3 separate regions of the Danio rerio genome follow, and regions 2 and 3 are each linked to region 1. A link is a contact called in public Hi-C and Micro-C data. All regions are on one chromosome and are shown on one strand. The core of a region is the stretch at or near the end of the contact, and the rest is flanking DNA. Distances in the headings are between cores, read along the strand shown. Region 1 holds the start of dipk2b (divergent protein kinase domain 2B). Region 2 has its middle 26 kb from the start of ccdc80. Region 3 holds the start of slc35a5 (solute carrier family 35 member A5).

What was found. A called contact is a pair of places that touch in the nucleus more often than the background predicts.
Region 2: a contact with region 1 is called in a Micro-C map of caudal fin, with 15 times the contacts expected there. The contact joins the enhancer-like site here to the promoter of dipk2b in region 1. A contact is called at or near these places in 9 of 18 Hi-C or Micro-C datasets (caudal fin, embryo, fibroblasts and 2 more) and 1 of 4 datasets of contacts at active chromatin or transcription factors (caudal fin).
Region 3: a contact with region 1 is called in a Hi-C map of hematopoietic stem cells, with 1.9 times the contacts expected there. The contact joins the promoter of slc35a5 here to the promoter of dipk2b in region 1. A contact is called at or near these places in 3 of 18 Hi-C or Micro-C datasets (caudal fin, embryo and hematopoietic stem cells).

Annotation. Positions count from the first base shown.
Region 1 is chr9:35,565,452-35,569,429 of GRCz12tu, reverse strand. It overlaps dipk2b (divergent protein kinase domain 2B), which reads left to right and starts at 1,392. Exons shown (of 5, transcript XM_692604.10): 1 at 1,392-1,688. The coding sequence starts at 1,507.
Region 2 is chr9:35,752,218-35,755,979 of GRCz12tu, reverse strand. No RefSeq gene overlaps it. Among named protein-coding and RNA genes, the nearest start is that of ccdc80, 26 kb to the left of the region's middle. Within about 2 kb of position 1,974, at least 9 of the 62 cell types and tissues checked have an H3K27ac peak or open chromatin away from gene starts, as enhancers often do. A contact at or near this core is called in caudal fin, where this site is marked.
Region 3 is chr9:35,810,850-35,814,639 of GRCz12tu, reverse strand. slc35a5 (solute carrier family 35 member A5) reads left to right here and starts at 1,653. Exons shown (of 8, transcript NM_200654.2): 1 at 1,653-1,709; 2 at 2,587-2,779; 3 at 2,946-3,044; 4 at 3,191-3,324; 5 at 3,520-3,587. The coding sequence starts at 2,608.

The DNA.
Region 1 (3,978 bases), core at 143-2,642:
TTGTAATTGGGGACAGTTGCAACAGCATGTCCTAACACTATCAACCCTGATTAAACTGTTTATGCTAGGGAGAAACAATAGCTTTATCTATTGACAGCTATAACTACACTGTAAAACCCAACAGTCAACTTTATCAAATGAAATGATTGTAGTTAACTCATAATTTACTGAAAGTCATTTTTACCCATTTGAAAAGAGTTTTGAACTCAGTGTTGAAGGTAATGACTTAATTGAATACCTCAGTGATTCAACTTAAATGGAGTTAAGTTCACAGTACTCATATAGATTCATTTTTGAACTTAATTGGTTTGTTGCAATCAGTTTCCTCAAATGGTTTGAGTTACTTTGACTTTTGGGGTTTTACAACATATTTAAAGCTAAGAAAACAGTGATTTAAATTATACGAATGAATAATGTTTCTCAAAAACAGATTAGACGGAATGAAAAAGTTTCTAAACATTAAATAATAACTTTTTTTTTTAATCTGGCTGATTTCTCTCAAACTGAAGGAGGGTCTAATTGACAATATGAACACTGTAAAACCCAAAAAGTAAAGGCATTACAAAACATTCAAGGAAACTGATTACAACAAACCATTTGAGTTAAAAAAAAAAAAAAAAAACTAATTTATATGATTACTGTGAACTTACTACATTTAAGTTGAAGAAATTTTTTAATTAACGCATTACCTTCAACACTGAGTTCAAAACTCTTTTCAAATGAGTAGAGTTACCTTTCAGTCAATTTTAAGTTAACTACACTCTTTTCTATTGATAAAGTTGACTGTTGGGTTTTACAGTGTAGTATAAATATCATCATTCTAGCTCATACCTGAATGAGGAATAAATCTGGCTGCAACTGCCATGTTGCAACAGTCCCCATTCTCCCCTACACAATAAGCAACAAGCTTACATCATAGCCTCCATTCAGTTCAGCAAGCAGATTACTCAACATATTTGATCCAATTCTATATTAAATTGTTCAGATTTGGCAGTTCCATAAAATAATAACAACGAAACCTGAAATTTCTATTAAACAGCAGTAGTAATTCAAATCTAATTCAACATTCTGTTCACTGCATATAACTTTTGACGTACAGACATTTTGTTGGTGGAAAGAAACAGGTTCTGGAGCAGTGGTTGAACAAAATAAATAATTAATCAGAGTCTTTTTAGGTGGTTTGAATAATTTGCATATTCTCAAAATGGTTTAATTATTTTAAAATAACTTAATGGATAAAACAGGCCTTCCAACCTTTGTGTGTACGGCTTTGAAATCGGACTGTGCAGGAGGAAGTATCACCATGACGACAAGGGTTATCTTTGTTCCCCATATGTTTCCTGTCTAAGTGAGGCGTTTAGTGCAGGGGACATAACAGATATACTACAGCTGACACTTAAGAGGTGCCACTTCACTGTGCTGGTGTGCTCACGTTTAGTCTGCAGGTTTTTTAATCACATTGGGAGGGCATTATGGCACTGTGACTCTGGGGTTTATGATGCAGTGATGGCAGGGATATGGTCAGGGGTTTGGATATTGTGTTTCATATTAGTATTTGGCACAGCAGACCCATCACCAGCACCCCAAGACAAATCACATGACTTCAGAAAGATCTTCTTGGGTTTGGATAAATGCAACGCCTGCATTGGAACATCCATTTGCAAGAAGTTTTTCAAGGATGAAATAAGGTAAACTGGAATATTTCACATTTCCGCAGAGAACAATTCACTTTTTATAAAGTTATTCATATTGTAGGATAAATGCAACAAAGTAATCAAATCTTTGGATAAAAAAGTAGATTAAGATAAAAAAGTTCTGTATCATAGCACATCTGGTAAAAAAACAAAAACAAATCATGTATATAGTCAATAGTCACTGATCCTATATAATATACTCAAGTACACAGCACAATTAGAAAAGATAAAAAAGCACTTCATGAAGTTCATACTTTTAACTAACTTTTTTCTTGTATGTATATAATACAAGATGATAATATTTCTTCTTTTGGAGTAAGTCTTATTTGTTTTATTTTGGCTAGAATAAAAGCAGTTTTTAATTTTAAACACCATTTTAAGGTCAAAATTATTAGCCCTTTTAAGCTATATTTTTGTGATTGTCTACAGATCAAACCATCCTTCTACAATAACTTGCCTAATTACCCTAACCTGCCTAGTTAACCTAATTAACCTAGTTAAGACTTTAAATGTCACTTTAAGTTGTGTAGAAGTGTCTTGAAAAATATCTAGTTAAATATTATTTACTGTCATCATGGCAAAGATAAAATGAATTAGTGATTAGAAATGAGTTATTAAAACTGTTATGTGTTGAAAAAAAAAAAAAAAAATCACACAAGGCCTCTCCTATAAATGAGCATTGAAAGTATGATCGCCGGACCTATGGTTTCTGTGCAGTATTGCCAAAAGTGTCAGGAGTAAAAATGTTTACCCCACCAGCGGGGCAAGTTGTAACAGTGAGAGGGTTAGTTGTAAAACATGCTTTAAAAGTCAGATTTCACACAATTAGTTTAAATTCAGTTTACTTTAAATAGTATATTTTCTTAGTACTTAACTTTTTTATTGAATCTACATAGCAAAGCATGTTTAAATATTTTTTAGATAAACACATTTGGATTTATTTACATTTACATTTACATTTAGTCATTTAGCAGACGCTTTTATCCAAAGCGACTTACAAATGAGGACAAGGAAGCAATTTACACAACTAAGAGCAACAATGAATAAGTACTAAAGGCAAGTTTCAGGTCTGTAAAGTCTAAGAAGGGAAGTGTTAGTAATTTTTTTTTTTTTTTTTTTTTTTTTTTTTTTTGTACAGTTAGTGTGATATTCAAATAGGCAATTGCAGATTAGGAAGTGAAGTGGAGACTAAATAGTTGAGTTTTTAGTCGTTTCTTGAAAATAGCGAGTGACTCTGCTGTTCTGATGCAGTTAGGGAGTTCATTCCACCAACTGGGCAGATTGAGCGTGAGCATTCGCGAAAGTGATTTTTTTCCTCTTTGGGATGGAACCACGAGGCGACGTTCATTCACAGAACGCAAGTTTCTGGAGGGCACATAGATCTGCAGAAGTGAGTGCAGATAAGAAGGTGCTAGGCCAGAAGTCACTTTGTAGGCAAACATCAGAGTTTTGAATTTGATGCGAGCAGCAACTGGCAGCCAGTGCAAACGGACTAGCAGCGGAGTGACATGTGCTCGTTTAGGTTCATTGAAGACAACTCGTGCTGCTGCATTCTGGAGCAGTTGAAGAGGCTTGATAGAGTTAGCTGGAAGCCCAGCTAGTAGAGAGTTGCAGTAATCCAGTTTGGAGAGAACAAGAGCTTGAACAAGGAGTTGAGCTGCATGTTCAGATAAGAAGGGTCGGATCTTTCTCATGTTATAGAGTGCAAATCTGCACGATCGAGCAGTTCTAGAAATGTGGTCAGTTCTAGAAATGTGGTATTTGCATCATTATCCAGTCTATTATCCAGGCTTGCAGTCACAGCATTTCAAAATGTTTTCATCTTTTAGCCTAGAAGACAGTAATTACAACATTATAAGATTTTACGTACATACTTTCACAATTCTCTTTCAATAAAAAATATCCATAGGATATTAAAAATACTTTTACGCTACATAAATGGTTTCTCCTGTGTTTCTCATCCAGATTTTGCCAAACTTTTTAAAAAATTGTCAGGAAGACATCTGCTGACACTGTGGTGAAAACCTCGGAAGACTGGTTAGCCATGGTTAACCCTGAGCAAATACCCTAAAACTCTGAGTTACATTTTACCCCGCATCATTTACAGTATATATGCATATGCATACAAGAAGACATAGTTCAAAATATAAACATCATGAAGTACTTCTTTTTTTATCTTTTCTAATTTCTTAAAAGCAAAAATAAGTGTTTTACTTTATTTTGTCCACTGTAGATTTTTATTGACTTAGTAACTTTGCAACTACTTGTCAACTAACTTAAAATA
Region 2 (3,762 bases), core at 725-3,224, 190 kb before region 1:
TTCGGTTGTAAAACAGTGCTAAAACACAACTGGTTCATTATTTAGCTCATGTCAGGAATTTAGTGTTGGTAAAATTCAGGTCAATAACAGTGTGAATTAAGTCCATGAATTTAAAAACTAATTTAATATAACTCAGATAGAGTGTTCATTATTCAGCCAAGAGTCAGTCAATGTTGATTCAGTTTATTTAAATACTGTATCTGTGTCTATGCTGCAGGATTTGATTAAGCAGATACCACCATCCAGCAATCTGCAAGAAATGGGAAACCTGGAGTGAACTTTTGGAGGTCATTTGTGAAGTAACTGCTGTCAATCCACTTCACACTTCTAGTTTTGTGAGTTAGAGGGACAATTTTAAATATGCATACATTTCACATGCCCTTTCATTTATTAACTTCATTAAATATACTGTGTAGAATACAATTATGCATAAACTAAATAAAAAATTAAAACTTAAAACTTACAAAAATGTGTGCAATACAAAATGTAGTACAACTGTCCATTCTCCTCACACTTCCAGTTTGAACCAATCCTGTGAGTCAAAGGGGAATTTTTCATTCAATAATAAATTCTGTATAAAATACAAGTATGCATAAAATTTTATCTTAAAATGTACAAAAAGGTGGTTAATAAAAAATGAAGTGGGCAGTACACAATACAATTCATTTTAATATAAATAAAAAATAGGATAAAGAATATAATATATATATATAAATTTAAATATCAAATGAGTACATTTGTATAGCTTTCCTGTTCATAGATTCTCTTATAGAGAGTCTTTAATACTGTCTAAACAGCCTTATTTTAGTCAACACAACCATGTTTTTTTGTTTTGTTTAAGGGAACTTGTAATTTTGGCTTTTATGAAAGTGATATTTGGTCAAAATATAAGAAAAATAACTTTTCATCCTTTTTAGAATATTCATTAAAACCAAACATTTTAGTTACGGGAACATTTTACTGTAAAAGAAAAATCACTAAATCTGACATCGCAATTAAAATACTGTAAGAACGATCCCTAAATAATTATAAGGTAGTAAGTATCTTTTACTTCCTTTATAACTATTTTGGTTAACAAAAATGAAACTAAGTTACATTTTTAAAATTAATTTATAATCTACATTTTACAGTAAATCAGTTTAAAATCAAATTAGCAGTCGTGTTGACAGTCTGAATATCAGCATTGTGCGATGCCGCTCACCTGTGTGATTATTGCCCAAATGTCTGAGACTGTTTTCATAACTAGCACATGAGTTTGCGGTGATGATTAAGTAAATTCTATGCTTTGAACACCCCACCTATCATCTTTTTAATGGTCTCCCAAAACCGCAAGTCGTCTCCTCCCTGTTCAAACTTGCCTGCTCGTACAGCGCTCCGACTCAGCATCTTGCTTTTTAGGTGAAGAGTTGGACGGAGCGGTGGGGTGTAATCTTCCGCATGGATGAGAACGAAAAACATTTGTAACGTACATGTTGATTTAGTTAGTTAATGCACAGTTTAAAAAATGTAAAATCAACCACCAGATGATGGCGATGTTGCATACTGAATGGTTTGCCCCTGCTGGAAAAGTCACTTAGATGTGTGTTAAGAGGGCAGTAAAAAGTGGATGGATGGCATGTCAGTATGTGTGTGGTCAATGTTCAGCTTCTTTAAGATAGCCTACTGAACTTTCCTATGATTCAGTCATTACGCTGATTGTGCCAAAAGTCTCTTTTATCTTAGAAGTATTTGTTTATTTACCCAGCAAACAGTTAATTGTTCTCACATACTTGTAGATGGAGCGTAAACAAGCTCAAGACGAAGCCAGAAGCTCAAACAATATGGTTGCACCTTCTTCCAGCGCTGAAATACTTTGCATGCTGTTACTCATGACCCCTCCTCACTTACATAAACATATTTTCATTGTATTGTCTTCATACTTTTCCTCCACTGCTGCCCACACACCTCCAGTGTGGCGCAGTGCATAACCGGCATGCCTGAAGCTTGTTCTCCGCAGCGTTCGCTCACACTGTTATTGTGGTGTAAACAGGACGTGTCGGATCACATCCCCAGTTATCTCGTTTTTTCTCCCCAAACCCATGCATTCCTTGGCGTTTCCTTCAAAGATGAGCATGAGGGTCAAGTAAAGGCACTTAAAAACAGGCATAGTGGTGATCTGGGGGAGCTCGAAAGGATCGGTCTGTCTTCCATCAGCCATGTTTAACAGATCATTCCCAGCTTGGTGTGGCTGTAGACTGCAGAGCTCGGTTTGTTTTAACAGGGAATGCCTTTTGCATACATTGGAAATTTCATGCAGGCTAACTGGCACCATCTTTGTGATCATTCACAAAGGGAATGTGTTCGTAACACCTTCGTATTACAGTCCGCACGCGTGTTTTATATAGCGATTACCCATGCCATCATCAGTTACGGTGCACTGATAGGCATTGACAAGACGTTTCCAGACTGCTCAAACAAGGGATTACAGAGGCATTTTAAAAGCTCTCGCAAGATGTCAGAGTTCACTTATGGCCTTTTAAAGAGTCTATAACCGGAGAGAAAACTGCAGAATTTTGCTCTGCTTGGAAAACGACAACTCTCGATCCTGTTCTTTTACATGGGAGAACATCAGATGCAGCTAAAAGCTGATACAAGTCTTCTTTATCGCTGCATATGAACACCAGAGGCGAGGACGGCTTGTCCAAAAGATATCAGAGCGAATGTTCTGTTTATTTATAATACAATAGACATCAGTGAGATTGTGTTTCAGAGAGTCTCGGGAATATAGGTCATGTCTGGAACATGTTTCTGTGAAGCTGTGATGTTAAATATCTCTATTTATCCAAGATCTTCCTGGTGTACAGCCTGTTCCACCTTGGAAGATATTAGCACGCATCACATAGATGAGATCAGATCGTCCTGTGAAAAGAGACCTGCCCACCAGTGCCGTTCTTTCATAAGGAAAAAAATATGATTAATATTTTCAGTATTAGATCACCTTCTTCATCATTTAACTTTCACTTAATTAATCTCTTAAACACTAACTTAAGAAGCTGATAAATGTAATCTTCAGCCAATCTGAGAAGTATTGTCGAATGTGATTCCTTAATTCAGCTGTAGCATTTTAGAATGGTTGATTCAATGTTTATTTTTAGTCTAGCTATTTATTCATTCATCTTCCTTCGGCTTATTTTTTATTTTAGAGGTTGCCACAGTGGAATGAACCACCAACTATTCTGGCATATGTTTTACTTGCCCTTTCAGCCACAACTCAGTACTGGGAAACATTCATACACACTCATACACTACGGCCAATTTAGTTGATTAAATTCATTAATAGCACATGTCTTTGGGCTGTAGGGGAAACCGGAGCACCCAGAGGAAACCCACACAAACATGGGGAGAACATGCAAACTCCACACAAAAATGCCAACTGACCCAGCCGGGACTCAAACTAGCAACCCTTTTGCTGTGAGGTGACAGTGCTGCCCCATCTAGCTATTCAATTCCTCTTGTTTTTCATCAGCCATTGCAACGAAACAATAATGTTTTCTTATATGCTGTTTCAGTTAGCTTATCTGTAACAGACAGAATTTGAATATTGCTCCATTTTTTCATGTTTAACTTTTCTGGATATATCTAATTTAAGTTGAGGCTTTTATTACAGTGTAATTTGAAATCAGATGATTTTCAAGTGTTTCTCCCCTTAGTGCATTTTCTAAGCAGACCAAACACATCTTTAAAGAGATATCAAAGGTGTAAAGCAAGATACTTCATCATGAT
Region 3 (3,790 bases), core at 404-2,903, 240 kb before region 1:
GACAGCTTTCGGTCTTTAAAAAGAGTGCAGAGTCACACTCTTTCAAGGTTACAAATAAAATTTAGAACAAATTCATTTATGGATTTGCTTTTGTAGTACTTTGACTTTACACAGAATTAAACTGCAGGTGACTAGACGTCTAATGTGTTATTACAAGTAAGTTGTATTATTTAAAAAAGCACTCAGTTAAGAGGTCATACAGCTTACTAAAAAATACTGTAATTTCAATCTTAAAATCTACTCATAAAATTCGTTAAAACTTTAAAAGAGTTCTGTATGTTTTAGTCAATTAATTCCTTAACAAACAAATAATATTTTGCAGATTTTACAGTCACTGATTAAAAGTGTTACCTAAAATTCCATTCAAATATTTACCAAGGGTGTTATTGTAATAAATATTCATTATCCTGCCACACCTATGCTATTAAAAGTATGTTAACAAAATTAATTAATATTAGCCCCAATCAGCAAATGTATAAATTACTAGAACGACTTTAAAGCTATTTTTCAAAAGGGCATGTTCAGACATGATATCTTTTCGGAATATTATGGGTAATTTTCCGGAAAAGTCTGTATGTGTGAAAAGGGGTATTGTCTAATATTAATAAGTAAAGCATTTTCTATCTTTATTTTATTTTATTGACTTCATAAACAAACATGATCTTACACAAATCCAATCTTACACAAAAAGGACAATGATAGTAACAATGATAATAACTTAACAGACCAGGTTAAATAATATTATAAACACACATAAAACTGTAAAACAAAAGAGAGAAAAAAGTTTAAAAAAAATTAAACGGATACATAAATAAAACAAATACAGCAAGAGGAAATAAGGACCTATGTATCTGTGATATTTCCAAAATAATTATCATAATAATCCAAGAATCTATCACTTTTCTTGTTTTTAATCATAATCAGTCGAAGAGATTTAATAAAAACATCAATTTCAAAAAAAAAAAAAAAAAAAGTGAAAAGAAGGCTGCAAATTCAAGAATTTTTGTTTGTGAATAAATTATTTCCATACAAAATAAAAAAGTTCAAAATGTAGTTCTCTGATACATTAGTTTTACCTTTATAGTAACAAATAATATCTTAGTTGAAATGGGCTGGAAAAAGCAATGTAATTACCTATATTGAGATATAAGCTATTTCAAAACCTTTTTGTGTTTTCACACTGAAAAAAAAAATTATGTGAATCAGGGTTTCTTCTTCAGTTTTACAAAATGAGCATGAACTATCAACCTCCATACTTTGCAAAGTACTATTTACTGGATATATTTTATCTAAAATTTTAAATTAAACCTCTTTTGTTTTATTGGGAATGCAGTACTTATGAGATTATAGCCAGGTTTTTTTCCAGTCTATTAGGTCAATAAAGGATGCCCAGTAAAGTTTGCCCTTAGGAACATTATAGGCTACTTTTTATTTAGGAAAATTTGTCAAATATATTTATTAAAACATTTTTTGTCAAATAGACTAATTCCATTTAAGATCAGCTCTGGCTCTTAAATAACATTTTCATAAAAAATTAAATGAGACTTTATACGTTGAATTAGGCCTAAATTGCTTTTTGCACAGCATTAAATTCAAGTAAAGCATGTTGCCCTGCAACGTCAACAAACGATGACGTAGCTTTTGTACGCATGCGTAAGGATGCGGAAGCCGTGGGCAGGTTCTTTGCTCGAGTGAGAACATATGGGCAGGTAAATAAATCAGCGAATTTGTATTTATATGTATTTTATCACCACATTCGCATTATAGGAGACACATTTTAAAAGTCTCATTGTGGAGCTGGTTAATACATTTATTTTGGAATGCGTTCGAACAGTCTCCGAGCTGTACAGAATGTGGCGAGACACAACACTGAACTGTTTTGTTTTCCAATGCATCTTTTGTTTACATATTCTTTAACGCCAGTGTTTCTTTCACATTTTCAACTTTTGTATCATTTATAAAGTAGTCATAGTAATAATAATAATAATAATAATAATAATAATAATAATGTGCAGTCATTCAATTTGTAGACTGATGTTTAATTATAGTTGTAAAATAGTGTCAGTGAACATTGTGTCTTATGTGAAGATAATGTTCATTCCGTTCTGAATTGTCTGTAATCTGTAAACTACAATAGTCGTCACTGATTCCATGATTTCAGCTCTGCGTGTGTTGGTGGCTGTGTTTGTGAGTCATATTGTAAACAAAAGTTTTAAAATGTGATATTTAGGATTTAAGATTATCTGGTTATAAAATGTTTGACCTTACATTTACAATAATAAACATAAAAACATGCAAAAGACCTACATTGTAACTGAGGTTCCCATGGACACTTTACAGTTGTATTAGTGATTTCAAGTTATTCTCTTCAGAGGCTGTTGAATTTCGTGCATACCAATGTTAAATGTGTATTTAAACCAATGAATTCTTAACCAAGGTGGTTCTTGAGTGTGAGTGATTAATCATTTCAAAAGTGACTAATTATTTCATGAACACATTTGTACTTTTACATTTGCTGATTTGCTGTTGTGAATATATGATTGGCTGATGTTTTCTCACTGATCCTGTTTATCCTCCTCTGACCAGCCTCAGCACATGTCCTTCACAATGGCACGATACTCCTCTTCCTCGTCGTCTGCTTCCTCTTCTTCATGCGGTTGCTGCCGTCCCTGTTCACGGATCTGCTCGAGATCTTCAGCCTACACTTTGGCTTTGGGGCTGGGTTTTGTGACATTAGGAACGAGTCGCATCCTATTACTAAAGTTCTCGGGCAATGAAGGTAATGTAAAATATCATACCATCCTTGAGGAACTAGATATACTGTTTGTATAATTGCTTACCTAAACTATGAAGAGACAAAGTGCATTTTAAATATTTAAATTTAAATAAAAAATTTATTTAAATGTAAATATTTAAATAAATTCTACTTTTGTTCTTGCCAACAGAAAACAAATATGATTATCTTCCTGCATCTGTGAATTTAATGGCAGAGGCCATCAAACTAGTATTTTGTTTGGTGATGTCAGTACGGGTGATTATTCGAGGTAAGTCAGATAACAGAATACTATTCTCATGCCATGCTATGTACATATATATATATATATATATATATATATATATATATATATATATATATATATATATATATATATATCATATATATTCAAACTTGCTTTTTTTTCTCCTTTAGAGGGTCGCTCATTTAAAGATTTAGGATGTTCCTCTGGCGCCTCTTTTCTCAGTTACTTGAAGTGGTCTGTTCCTGCATTCCTGTACTTCCTTGACAACCTCATAATCTTCTATGTGATTGCATATCTGCAACCTGTAAGAAGGATTATTACGTAGGCTTAGCCATGATATATAAACATAACATACTCTTTTTCAGTTACTACTTTAGTGAAATATGACTAGATTTAATTGACTTTTCTATTTTAATATGTTTTCTTACAAACCATGTGGTGGCAAAATACAAGAATATAATCTTATATAATATTCATATTTGTTCTCATGTTTTTATAGGCCATGGCAGTGTTGTTCTCCAATATTGTTATTTTTACAACAGCCTTTCTCTTCCGAGTGGTTCTGAAGTAAGTGCTTACATTTTTTTGTTATTTAAAACATGGGTTCTCAAACTTTTTGGGGCCAAGGACACCTTACAGACATTGCCCCCTTTTAATGCTAAGTGATAAGACAATTAAAACTAGGGCTGTGCGATTTGGGGAAATATCTAAATTACAATTTCTTTTCGACAGATATTGCGATTTCTATTTACGATTTAATTTTGTAGTCG